Regions from separate parts of the Mus musculus genome. Here all the other regions are linked to region 2. Evidence: chromatin contacts called from public HiChIP or PLAC-seq data. All regions are on one chromosome and are shown on one strand. Each heading gives the region's core, a stretch centred on a gene start, on an enhancer-like site or on the middle of the called end of the contact. The rest is flanking DNA. Distances are from core to core; before and after follow the strand shown. Region 1 has its middle 18 kb from the start of Dlg5. Region 2 overlaps Dlg5 (discs large MAGUK scaffold protein 5). Region 3 holds the start of Dlg5 (discs large MAGUK scaffold protein 5).

Evidence for each region. HiChIP or PLAC-seq counts read pairs in DNA pulled down with a chosen protein or histone mark.
Region 1: an H3K27ac HiChIP or PLAC-seq map of trophoblast stem cells shows a contact between it and region 2, with 52 read pairs. The contact joins two enhancer-like sites. A contact is called at or near these places in 1 of 39 promoter capture datasets (epiblast stem cells), 2 of 15 datasets of contacts at CTCF or cohesin (both in the NIH/3T3 cell line), 13 of 484 Hi-C or Micro-C datasets (3T3-L1-derived adipocytes, the N1E-115 cell line, cerebral cortex and 9 more) and 8 of 115 datasets of contacts at active chromatin or transcription factors (cardiomyocytes, differentiating embryonic stem cells, embryonic fibroblasts and 4 more).
Region 3: a contact with region 2 is called in an H3K27ac HiChIP or PLAC-seq map of trophoblast stem cells, with 69 read pairs. The contact joins the promoter of Dlg5 here to the enhancer-like site in region 2. A contact is called at or near these places in 6 of 39 promoter capture datasets (the 3T3-L1 cell line, cancer-associated fibroblasts, epiblast stem cells and 2 more), 24 of 484 Hi-C or Micro-C datasets (the Patski cell line, cerebral cortex, cortical neurons and 11 more), 19 of 115 datasets of contacts at active chromatin or transcription factors (cardiomyocytes, craniofacial prominence, embryonic fibroblasts and 13 more) and 3 of 9 other capture datasets (adipose tissue, liver and pancreatic islet).

Annotation. Positions count from the first base shown.
Region 1 is chr14:24,261,472-24,265,666 of GRCm38.p6, forward strand. No RefSeq gene overlaps it. Among named protein-coding and RNA genes, the nearest start is that of Dlg5, 18 kb to the left of the region's middle. RefSeq lists an enhancer at 221-3,038. Within about 2 kb of position 1,455, at least 44 of the 459 cell types and tissues checked have an H3K27ac peak or open chromatin away from gene starts, as enhancers often do. A contact at or near this core is called in trophoblast stem cells, where this site is marked.
Region 2 is chr14:24,205,549-24,209,549 of GRCm38.p6, forward strand. The region is part of intron 1 of Dlg5 (discs large MAGUK scaffold protein 5); the gene reads right to left. Among named protein-coding and RNA genes, the nearest start is that of Gm52143, 4.2 kb to the right of the region's middle. Within about 2 kb of position 1,378, at least 123 of the 459 cell types and tissues checked have an H3K27ac peak or open chromatin away from gene starts, as enhancers often do. A contact at or near this core is called in embryonic fibroblasts, embryonic limb bud, embryonic stem cells and 11 more, where this site is marked.
Region 3 is chr14:24,244,492-24,248,577 of GRCm38.p6, forward strand. Dlg5 (discs large MAGUK scaffold protein 5) reads right to left here and starts at 1,429. Exons shown (of 32, transcript NM_001163513.1): 1 at 656-1,429. The coding sequence starts at 959.

The sequences.
Region 1 (4,195 bases), core at 205-2,704, 56 kb after region 2:
CAAACCATAGTTGCCATCTTAATGGAAGTGAGGAGGTGCACTCCTTAAAATTCATCCTAAACTGAGCCTAGTTCCCGGTGTGCCAGAGAATTTATGGTGTGAATGTAATCAATAGTGAAGGAATCAATAGTTGGATCGGCTTTGCTTCCCAGGGTTTATTCAGTTAAGGAAATCTCTGAGAGGTTCGCATCTTGTCCTGAGTCAAGAACTTGAACTGTTGGATTGCCAAGCTGCTACTCCTGATGGTTTTCCTCTGCTGCTCCGGGGGTTCAGTTCCACCCACTGGGTGCTCAGTCCTCATTGTGAGCGGCTCCTCCCAAGGTTGAAGTTATCTGTTGCTTAGAGTCACCTCCCCAGCCTGATTCCACTCTCCACCAGGTGATCAAACCCTAAGCCTGTTTGCATGTAACGCCAGTGATCTAGCTCATAATGGCCTGACAGTTACTCTGGGGGGCCAGGTTCAAGGCAGCAGCTTAGTCAGCTCTTCCCTTCCCTGCCTTGTGCTCACCCATGGAGCAATACTTGCAGGCCAGATTGCAAGCTGAGCCTAGCAGAGCCCTGGTCTGAAGAGTTCCTCCTGGATGGCTGCAGGCTACCGCTAGGCTGAGTCACCTCCTCACCTTAATTCTCTTCTGATACCTTTCCTTTCTCTCCAGCTTTACTTGGCACCGTTTGGGTGTGGACTGTCTGTGGAAGCACGGGTGGGTCAGCTGAGCTGTCTGCCCAGCTCTCACACACAGGGCTGGATGCAGAGGCCAAAGGAGAGACAGGTTTGTTCTGCTGCCCCTGAAGCTTGCCTCCTAACACCCTCGGCAGGCTGGCTCTCTGTGAATGCGAATCCAGCTCAGGGCTTTGAAGCAAGAGTGGGTGGGGGCTGTGGAGCAGGTGCAATGCAGGGTGGAGTCTCAGGTAGAGATGAAGTGGACAGAGCCCATGGTGACTTTGGGTTCCAGGAGCTGCAGACTCACCTTGGTGCAGGAAGCGCCCCCTCTTCGATCCCTGAAACAAAAGAACTGACCCCAGAAGGCCAAGTCTGAAGTCACGTCCTGTGTGACAGTGCTATGGTGGGAATATAGTTGCCCCCAAATGCTGACTTACTAAGAGAGTCTGAGAAGCTAGAGTCATCTGTGAGATGACCGTGGCTCGCTGTGGACAGTGTTTCCACACTCCTGAAATTGAGCTCACTTCTGCCATGTGAGATTGGTTTGAGGAGACAACATAGTCAACATGATAAATGATCACCAGCCACATTTGTAAGAACAGTTAATATTGCACACCGTGGTGAAATAAATCCAAATGCAAGACAAAGCACTTAGAGTAAACCCTCCCCTTCCCCTGGGGGCCACCTCTGCCACCCATGCTTGTCCTTCCTCCCTGAGCTCTGCTGTGCTTGTTCTAGCAGTTCTGCATCAAGTGGAATGGTGCTTGTGGAAATCAGGAACTCTCCTGCCTCTCTAAGCTGCTTTCTTTCCCTTGGCCCCCATGCCTCCCTCCTCCTGTCAGAGTGCAGATCACAGGGCTCCCTTATGTGTTCAGCACCCCCCTTACCAAGCCCCTCCACCTGGTAATGATTTCCTATGGAGTCTCCCAGGTGTCTCCATGGGGACATTTCCTGCTCCAATCTCCATGGCAACTCTTCAGGTTGCCATGGTGACGCTTAAGTGATTATTTGGAGACCCTTAAATAAATCACCCATAGTGGTATATGCTAGAAGCATTTGGCTCTGGTTCTTGTGTTGGGGGCCAGGATTGGGGCCCAGGCTTGCAGGCAGAAACTGGAGGGAGGAGGGGTCACAGCCTGTTTTCCTGAATCTAGCGCTATGAAGCACTCTCTCTGGCACAATTGTAATGGGGTCTTTTGTGAGATAGTTCAAGGACAAGAGGTCTCTGGTTTGTGTAGACCGTGAATAGGACGATTCTGCGGCAAAGTGGGCACCTGAGTCTGATCAGGATGACAGGCACTGTCATAGGAACCTCAAATTACGAGAGAGGAAGGTCTGGGCTCCAGACCTTTACTCTTTGATGCTTAAGTCAGAGGGAGTTGGGTCTTGAATTCACTTTCTTCTGTATATTTTGTGTGTTTTTAATTTTGGTGCTAAGGATGTAACCCTTAGATGTGTTCTATAACAGAGGCATGACTCCAGCCTAACTGATTTTTTATGAGTAATTTTGGTTTATTTTTACAAATTATTATTCTCTGTATGTGCACAAGTGGAGGTCAAAAGACAATTTTGTGGGGTCAATTGTTTTCCCTGCATGTTTATGTAAATTCTGTGGCTTGAACTTAGGGGTTCAGGTTTGTGCAGCAAGCCTTTACCCACTGAGCCATTTCATAAGCCCGTGGCTTGTATTCTTTTATCCTTTTTTCCTTTTTAAATATTTATTATTTTATGCATATGGGTGCTTTGCCAGCAGGTATGTTTGTACACCACATATGTGCCTGGAAAGGCTGGAAGAAGGTGTTGGATACCCTGAGAGTGGAGTTTTAGACAGCGGCGAGCCTCCATATGATTGCCTGGAATTGAATACTGGTTCTCTACAAGAACAGCGAGTGCTCTTAACTACTGAGTCAGTTCTCAAGCCCCCTTCTTGGCTTTGTTTCTTTTTCAACACAGTGTCTTAAGTGTATTATCTGGCTGTTCTGGAACTTGCTCTGTAGACCAGGGTAGCCTCAAATTCACAGAGATTTGCCTGCCTCTGTTTTTTGAGTGCTTGAATGAAAGACTTTTACCATCAAGCCTGGCTTGGTCTTGCACTTTTTAAGTGTTTATGGTTCACTCTGCTTCGGGCTAGTATTGAAAATGAACTCTATGCAACACATCAAACCTCACATTGCTTATGTCTCCCTGGGGAGACAGACAGCTAGCAAATGAAACTCCATTGTCATGGCTAGAGGGCTAAAGATGGCTAGATCAGCTATAGTCTGCAATGACACCAGTGCTGGGAGGCCTGTGTCACAGTCATGGTCACAGTCATGGTAATGGGCTCAAGAACATTCCAGAGAGGGAGGAGGGGAGGTAGGAATTGGCCAAGACTCGATGCTGAGCAGTAATGACCAGCATGTGTTTGCTGACGCACACACAGAGACTTCTGCCTCTGAGAGACTCCTGGGGCCTGCAGAGTAGTCACTAGAACTTGAGACTTGACATTCTGGTCTAGGTCCATTTCTGCTGGACCAGTGGGTTTATTGTCAAAGTGACAAATTCATATCTGCCAGGTAGTATTTCACAGATGGCTGAATGAGTCGCTGATACATTTGTTCATTGCAGGCTAGCTAGAGAATGTCATTGTTGTTTAAAGTGTGTGTGTTTGTGTGTGTGTGTGTGTGTGTGTGTGTGTTGCATGTGTCTGATATATGTCCAAACATGTTTGTGTGAGTGTGAGCATGGGTGTTGTGGGCAGAGGATGATGTCATCTGTTGGTCCTTACTTTCTACCTTGAGCTAGCGTCTCTTTGGATTTAGCTTTATTGTGTACAGGGACAGGTGTGTGCATGCCTCTGCTTGCATGTGGAGGTCAGAGGAAACCTGTGTGGGGTCATTTCTGTCCTTCTACCCTTGCATGCGTTCCCAAGCACATCCTTAGGTCATCAGGCTTCACGTGCAGTCCTTCCATCAACTGAGCCATTGACGTGCATCCTCTGTGATGTTTTCATCCCTGGGTATGCCTGGATAAGTGGTCCTGGCATTTCTATTGATTGTCTTGCCTCTGTGTCCCAGCTCAGCAGAGGAGCACTAGGATTCCAGACACACACAGGGCACAAGGCTTTACACAGATGGACTCTGGGGATTCAAATGTAGGTTTTAAGCTTGTGGTGAAAGCACTTTACCCAGTAAGCCATTTTCCCAGCCTAGCTTCTTATTTTCCTCTCCTTTGTTTTTGTTTGTTTATTTGTTTGTTTGTTTTTTGAGACAGGGTTTCTGTTTGTAGCCCTGCATGCCCTGAAAAATCACTCTGTAGACCAGGCTGGCCTAGAATTCACAGAAATCTGCCTGCCTCTGCCTCCTGAGTATTGGGATAAAGGTGTGTGCCATCACCACTCAGATTAATAAGAAAAATTATTAATATTTGATAAATTGATAATGGTGCTTCAAAGGTCTTGCCAATTGTATTCTAAGTCAATATCAGATGGTAAAGAGGTCAAGTCATCGTGGAGCTGACCTTCTAGAATGTACTAAATGGGGCTGGTGAGATGGT
Region 2 (4,001 bases), core at 128-2,627:
CTACCTCCTCCTCCCCATGGCGAATTTCCACTGTTAATTAAGCTTGGCAGATGCACTTTCTCCTCCCTGCCTAGTGTCCTCCCTAGCTGGGGGAGTACATTTCACATTTCTGCAACCAATACATTCTGTTCCTCTTTCCTGTCCCCAAAGTCCTGACTGGGGTATGAGGCCTTCCCGGGGGCAGAGTGACATCTTTATTTGAATCTCTGGGCATCATCCTGGCCCCTCAGCACAGGCAGCTGGCAGGGTTCCTGGCCTGTGAATTGATTAAGACTGAACAAGGCCCGATTTTAACGATGTTCTTAGAGCCCTGGACGTCATTAGGGGGAAAGGACCCAAAGAAGACACTGTCTGAGCAGTGTTTTGTCTTTGTAACTATTGTCTTTAAGGCCCTGTGTGCTCAGGACTGTTAGCAGAAGGCTGAAGAGGTAGCCCCCTCCCCCTCCCACACACACACACATACAAATTATACCGTATCTTTTCAAAGCTGATAGCTTCCTGAGGGGCAATTGTCTGGTGTCTTCTCCCTCTGGGGTTTTACAAGAGTCCCACCTCAGCCCAGTATACTCAGATGTCCTGTCTAGCCTGTCTGTCTACAATGGCCATAAGAATGTGACAATTTCTCAAATCCCCAGAAGGGACTACTGCAGGTAACTGAAGCCTAAGGTACCCTAGAAAGCTTCTGTGATGATGGACCATGCTTTGTTCAGAAGCCCAGACCACCAGACACAGAAGAACAGCCAGTTTCCCTCACAGCCTGTGAGATCCTAAGCAGACCGGACATTCCCACAGGAGACAAGCTTGTGGTCAGCTTCAGATGGCTTGACTGTCACCTATGTGGGTTGTCTGCCCTCTGAGGAATTGCTTGAGGACCTGGTTAAATGGTAAATCAAGAGAGGACCTGTCACCACATTCCTAAGAAGGCCCAGGGACTTGTGGACACAGACTAGTAGTGCAGGCACCAAGGACAGGAAGCACGGCTAGCAGGGAGACGAGCCAGAGTGGGGCTGTGGATGGAAGTTTCCACAGAAGCCCTGGGGGAGTAGGTACCTCTGAGAGACAGCTGACCTAGAGACACGAGGTAACTGACCCCCCCCCGACCCCCCCCCGATCCCCCCCCCGACCCCCCCCCCCCGCCGCTGCCCCCAAGCATAATCTACATCCTTTAGAAGAGCTCAGGCCTGCTAATTCTGTTTACTGTGTGACTCAGTCCTCCTGGGTCACCAAGACTTCAAAAGAAGTTCCAGAACTCTGGTGATAAGGGAACAACCCAGACTCCCAGGCCCCTTTCAGCAGCCTGCAAGGCCAGGGAGTGTCTCATCACCCACCCCTCCAGTCACCTGGAATTGTAAAGGGCTGGGTGACTCACGCTTGCACCATGGAAACTCAAAACAGCTGAACTAGCATGCCGAGGTCCGTGGTCACCAGGCATCCTGAGACAGCACGGCCGCAGACAGGCTAGCCCCTACCACTCAACCACCGGCAAGTGGGCTCCAAGGCCCAAGACAGCAGGTATCAGCAGCAGATGCCTGCCCCACCCTGCTCTCCTCCTCCCACTCACACCTGAGGAACTACAACCCACACGTCTGATGACTCCCAGACTCACACGTGTCTCTTCAGGGCACTGGGTCAGGTGAGAGGAACCAGGCTGGGACGCTCCAGAGGCTGCACACCTGCTCGGAGGCTTAAGAGAGTCCTTCCCATCTGAGCCTCTAGGCCAAAGGGGATGGAGTGACTGGAGCTCCCTGGGGCTTATCTCCCCAAATCCACCCGTACCTCGCCCATACCCTCAGGCTCTCTGTGTGTCTATATGTTTACTGTATCGTGGGGATGCTTTCCTCGAGAAAGTCCTGCGAGGATCAACTGAATTGCTCCACAGAGATTGTCTAAAACACCTAACAGAGCCAGCCCCAAGCACGAGCTGCCGAACCTAGATTCTGGTGAGCCAGCCTGCAGCAGGCCCTTCCTACCCCGCCCTTCTCCACGCCGGCAATACCTAAAGGGAAGGCTGCGACAGTGATGAAGTCACAGTCCATAAAGAGACTGCAGACTGCGCGGCACTCTCTAATGGTTGATGATAGCAGTTAATGGGTCTTCCGCCTGCTAAGTGCTAGGACTGCGCATGCTTTGGGTCACACTGTAGACATGGCTTCAGTTAACATCCACAGTGACCCTGTAGTTCTCATTAGGTTCATTTTACAGGGGAAGAAACAGAAGCTCTCAGTTATTTGACTTGTTTAAGGTAAAGAGGACATATTCTACACATGCTACCCTGTGAGTCTGGGCTCTTGGGGCTCTGAGGAGGCAGAACGTCTTAGAGAAGAATAAAGAACATGGAGCAGTCCTCACTGGTGAGCCTCTCTCCCTCCCTGACTGTGGAGATAAGGACGGTGAGGGTGGTGAGAGTCTCTGTTTGCTGCTCACCTCCTGTGGTGTTAGACTAGGGAAGTCGCCTAAAGCACTGTACTGAGGGCAGCCCCTGTTCCAAGTTGTACATACTGAGACCCAACACTGTAGGCGGACAAAGCTCAGGCATTTCAGCAAACAAGAGAGGTGGCCACAGGATGCAGTACACACAGACTAAGGCATGTCAGTCAGTCAAGGGAGCCCTACCTGCCCCACACAGCTTAGGGGTTCCTCTGAGGGTGCAAAGATGCTGACCACCTCTGTGCACAGCAGCTGGTGATTCAGACCACACTTGATTTGTCCTCTATGTGCACAACTCACCCAAAACAACACATGAGGCTAGCACATGAGGATTTGATGCAGGTTCTCCACCCTCAGAGGTGACACTATAGTGTTCTTTGCAAAGTCTGAGGACAGGTACCTTCAACTTGGATAAGCAAAGCAACAGTGCTTATCTCTCCCCTTTTGGGGTCATCAAAAGGACAACAAATCTAACTTGCAAAGGTGGTAGGTAGCTTGTCCACTGCCCAGGCCATGGGAGCATGCCCCTGTGTGGTGGGCAGTGGCATGGGGGGAGGGGGGGTGGAATAAGAACACAGTGTGCCTGAAGCTGTGTACTGTACTGTTGAATCTGGAAGACAGGACTCCAGAAAACTCAGAGGCCAGGCTTGCCTCTCTAAGTCCTCTCCAATGTAGAACCCATGACATGAAACAGTGGAGAAAAGCAAGCAAGCAAAGTCAGAATTAATGGAGACACACAACCGTCTGCTTGCTCCTAGTTAGCCTGGTAGAGATGGGATGTTTGGTGTTTGTTTTTATCTGGATGAAAGGTCCCCCACCAACAGAAGGCTGAGGACAGACACCACAGGCAAGTGCCTGGGAACACTAACTCCTTTCAGAGAGGCTGAGCTCTATGTGGGAGGTGAAGAGAAAGGTGTAAAGCTGTCAATCAACACCAGGTAAGGACAACCTGTAATACTGCCTTCCACTGTGAACACTAGCCTGGTTTCCTGCCGTCATTCTTGATTGGGATAAGTGGCATATTTGCACCCAAAAGGTACTAGAGGTTCAAGGCAGGGTCTTGAGACTTGGCCAGAAGAGGGTAGACCACCATTATGCCCCAGTTGGGCATGGGGGAGCATGGGGGCACACAGGGTGTGGGAAGTAGGTCATGGGTCAGGTGTAAAAAGTCAAGAATTCATTAGTGATGACTACAGCCGCATCTGACCAGGGCCTGCAACTGGAGGAGACTAACCACAGCACCACTGCTGTGTCCTGCGTCAGGTGGGGAGTGACAGCCTAGTCACCCCAGGCTCCAGTCCATATTATTAATGTTTAATAATGATCAATGTCTTGAAATAAACTATCTTAGAGCTCCAGGAGCCTCACAGAAAGGATGATGATCCTTGGCCAGCTCCGCACCCAGACTAGTCTCAGCTCCCATGCCCACCAAGAGAAGAGGACACCTCCCTGGGTCTCTGGCCTGCCTGTCCCACAGACTCCACTGCCTTCCTTCATCACACGATGTCAAGTGGCTGAGGATCTGCCCACTGTGTGTTCCATTGTGTAGCCCAAAGTCAGCTGCTCTCATATTC
Region 3 (4,086 bases), core at 179-2,678, 39 kb after region 2:
AGCCACAGCAACCACTACTAAGATTTTCCCATGGTGCAATGCAACTTCCTCAACTTTTCCGGGCCCACAATTTCCAAAGAAACCGGGGAAGGCGGTGTGCATAATTCACAGCAAATCTGGGCGAGTTAGGAGACTGAGGTCCAGGGGACGAGAAGGAAACGGGCACGGACACAAAGTGAAAAGACACGAGTGACCTAAAGAGGGTTGCAGGGATCAGAACTTAGGGGATCTTCCCCTGGCCTATATTCCCTTCCTGCGGATTGCAACCCAGGGCTCCCGAAGGGCTAGCCGACCGTGAGAAGCTTAGAAAGGGGGCTGACCGACATCCTTCCGAGGTGTCTTCCGACCTCCGCCCCGCCACCAGACCTGGTGGCTTCCGGAGGACTCTGCAGCAGTAGCAACAAGGAGAGGAAAGACAAGGCTTTCGGTGAGGGGGTTATTGTTCCCAGAAAACCGCAGAACAGAGGCAGGAGGTGTGAATGAGGTTCCAGGCATCCGTCCCTCCCCGGGTAGGATAAGAGAGAAGGTGTCACCCGCGCCATACAGGTAGAGCGGTGGCTGCGACCTGAGCCTCGGCCCCCCCAACCCCCTTGGTGAGCTGCAGAGAGAAGGGGTGGCCGGAGGGCAGGAGGGGCCGCGCGGGACTGCCACTCACCCGCGCCCTCTGTAGACTGCGGCGGCCCGACGACGCCGTTCAGGTAGAGAATAGGCAGCAGGTGAGGCTGAGTCTTCTCCAGGGCGGCGCGCAGGTCCTGGAAGTGGTCCTGCTCCTTGGCCAGGAGGAGCTGGAGCAGCAGCTCCGCCTTGGCGCCTCCCGCCTCCTCGTCCAGCTGCCGCCGCTCGCCGGGGCTCAGCGCTCCTGCTGCCTCCAGCAGCCCAAGCACGGCCTCCACCTCGGTCATGGCCTGGGCCAGGCTCTGCTGACACTGGGCGAGCAGCTCCCGGCGCTGCGGCTCCATGGTGGCGGCCCGCGCCGCCCCGCCCCGCCCCGCCGGACGGCGCCGGGGCTTCCCGAGGCCGGCGGGCTGCACGCCGAACTGGGCGGCAGCCTAGCGCGCCGGGAGTCGCGAGGCGGCGGGGCCCATGGGCCGGGGCCTGCGAGCCTCGGGGCCGGGACGATCGGGCAGCTCTCAACGGCCGCCTCCCGGGCTCCGGGGCGCAGCCATGTTGGCTACGGCGGCGGCGGGACTGGAAGAGGAGGAGGAGACGGAGGAGGAGAAGGAGGAGGCGGAGGTGGGGACGGCGGCCGGGGCGCGCCCCGAGGCCTCGCAGCAGCCAGGCATGCCCCCTCCAGCTCCGCCTCCGCGCCCACCGCCCCGCCGCACACTGCGATCGCCGCGGGGGGAATTGTCGCCGGGCGCCCGACGGCTCCGGCCCGGCTCCCCCGAGCTCCCACACCGCCGCCTGCACAGCCGCGGTCCGCCCCTCTGGCCTCTCTCCTCCCCGGCCCGCCTTCGGCCTGGAGGAGGTAGCAGGCAACTGAAACACTGGGCGAAGGGGAAGGGTCCGGACCCCACCGGCCCTTAGTCCACAAGGTACTGAGAGAAACTGCTCCTACCCTGTTCACATACTGCCCCTAGTCCAGAGTCTTCTAAGAATTCTAAAACAAACCAAGGACACAATGCAAAACCCTCCCCCACTTGGTCATTTCCAATTTAAAGACCTCTCCAGAACTTGTCCCCATTCCAAGATTTTCTTAGAAAATCTCCCAATAAAACCCCCTAACCTGCCTCACAGTTAATAGCATCCTGCACACCTGTATCAGAGCTCCAGAGTCAAAGGCAGTGGATGTTTGCAGGACCTGGGTGTGCATAAGGAGTGTTTGCTGTGGGCTCTTGGAGATTTCTGTCAAGAAAAGTGCTCCTTGGTGTCGCCCCAAGATCATAGCAAATCACAGAGTTACCTTGCTTCCCATAATGACTTCAGCTCAAGACCGTCTACCTTCTCCGACAGTTCTCTTCTTCTTCTTCTTCTTCTTCTTCTTCTTCTTCTTCTTCTTCTTCTTCTTCTTCTTCTTCTTCTTCTTCCTCCTCCTCCTCCTCCTCCTCCTCCTCCTCCTCCTTCTTCCTCTCTCTCTCTCTCTCTCTCTCTCTCTCTCTCTCTCTCTCTCTCTCTCTTTCTCTCTCTCTACAATTGCATACCTGGAACGGAATCTGCATCCCAGGGAAGAAGACTGCAAAGTTCTGCGTTCCAACGGCTGGCTTACTTTCTAAGGCCGGCCAAGAACTCTTTCGATGGCACCGTTACCAAAGCAAAGACATCTCAAATGTCCTTCTTTGACAGAAGCCAGAAGCCATGTTTGTTTATAGAAACAAACTCTGAATAGTGATTAGACCAAGAAGACCCTCAGAATGATGGTGGACGATGTCAGAATGATGGTGGAAGAGAACCAATTACATTCCCTCACCTAGTATTTTTCAGGAGAAGGGGGATGAGAAGAGCATCAAACCAGGGGTTCTCAGCTGTAGCTTCATGAGCAAGTTCAGCAGGGTCTGTGTGGCGCTGAAACAATCTCAACACTATTGTGAACGTGTGTTTTCTGGGCTGGGTTTGATAGCTTTATCATTTTTTAAGGCTTCTATAACCCAACATGGATTCCAATATGCTGGAGCAAAACCATTTGAAGATCCCTCTCTGATCAGATAGCCTGGGCTTCTGTGACCAAGAAGATGACCTAATTATATTCTGTTGCTCTGGCAAATACCATGACCAAAAGCAATTTGGGAAAGAAAGTATGTATTTTAACTTAACACTTCCAGGTCACTGTCCCATTGCTGAGAGAAGTCAAGATAGGAATTCTCACTTAGAGCCAAGGGAGTATATAGCAGGATCCACTGAGGATGGGGCATGCTGACACCCTTGCCAGGCTCATGCACCAGCTAGCTTCCTAATATAGCCCATGACCACTTGCCCAGGGAATGGTACTACCCGCAGTAGGCTGAGCTGTCCTGCCCAGTTCTCTCTGAAGACATGCTCATATCACAGATCTGTCCATAGAGCAATGTTATAAAAAGACAATGACTCCCCTGAATCCTTTTTTTTTTTTTCAGATGATTCAGGCTGTGTCAGGTCGACAGCTAATTCTTTCTAGAACACAAGGATTTAGGGGAATGGAGGCTGGCTGTTATCATGGTGCCATAGTTTTGCAGAGTCCCTGGACCCTTCCTCGATCCCCTGCCCCTAAGACACCTTCTCTCTGGCTGGCCATTATTTCATCTGAGAGCAGCCACAGATCCTAACTCATCCCTGAGGGCCCATCTCAGTTCTTGTTTGGATTAGCAGACATCTGGGTGAAGAAGGGAAGTGGGGGGAGGAATGAAAATTGGACACCAATCTTTTTATGATTAGAGAACAAACTGGCAGCTCCATGACCAAAGACAGAAGAGCCATCGTCTCCCAGTAACTCTCGAAGGACAGTGAAGGGATTTGGAGTTTGTTCCAGGAAGCCTTTCTAAGAATCAGTGAGGAAGCATTTGAAAAGAGCACTTACTTCTAGGGGCTGGGCAGTGGTACACACTGCTTTTGTTGAATCCCTTATAAGATTCTCTTGAGGCCTATGTGAAACATAAATTCTAGATGAGAGAGTCTGTGGACATAATGGTTTAGAGTTGTTTTAACCAATAACCTTGGCATAAACTCCTTTCTGTAGCTTTCCCCTCCCTAGAAACCGTGTCTGGATAGGCATAGTGAAATTAAATGAGGTCATTGGAGGAGGCTGGTGTGCTTATGAGAAGAGGGAGACTGCTGGGCTGGCTCAGGGGGCAAAGGCAGTTGCTGGATGACCGGAGATGGATTCCCAGAAACTGCATGGTAGAAGGAGAGAACCATCTCTCATAAGCTATTCCCTAACCTCCACATAAATGTGTGCCACACGCACACAGAACCCCGCCCCCGCCCACACACATACAAATGCATATTTTGTACAGGAAGGAAGTTTTGTGCTGGGAGAAGGTACTTACTGCACAAGTCTTGACAACTTGAGATCAGATTAGTAATGACAGACCCAATAGCACATGGCTATAATTTCAGACAAGAGGTAAAATGAGAGAATTGCCAGAGGTCAAGGGCAATTGAGCTAACCTGGGG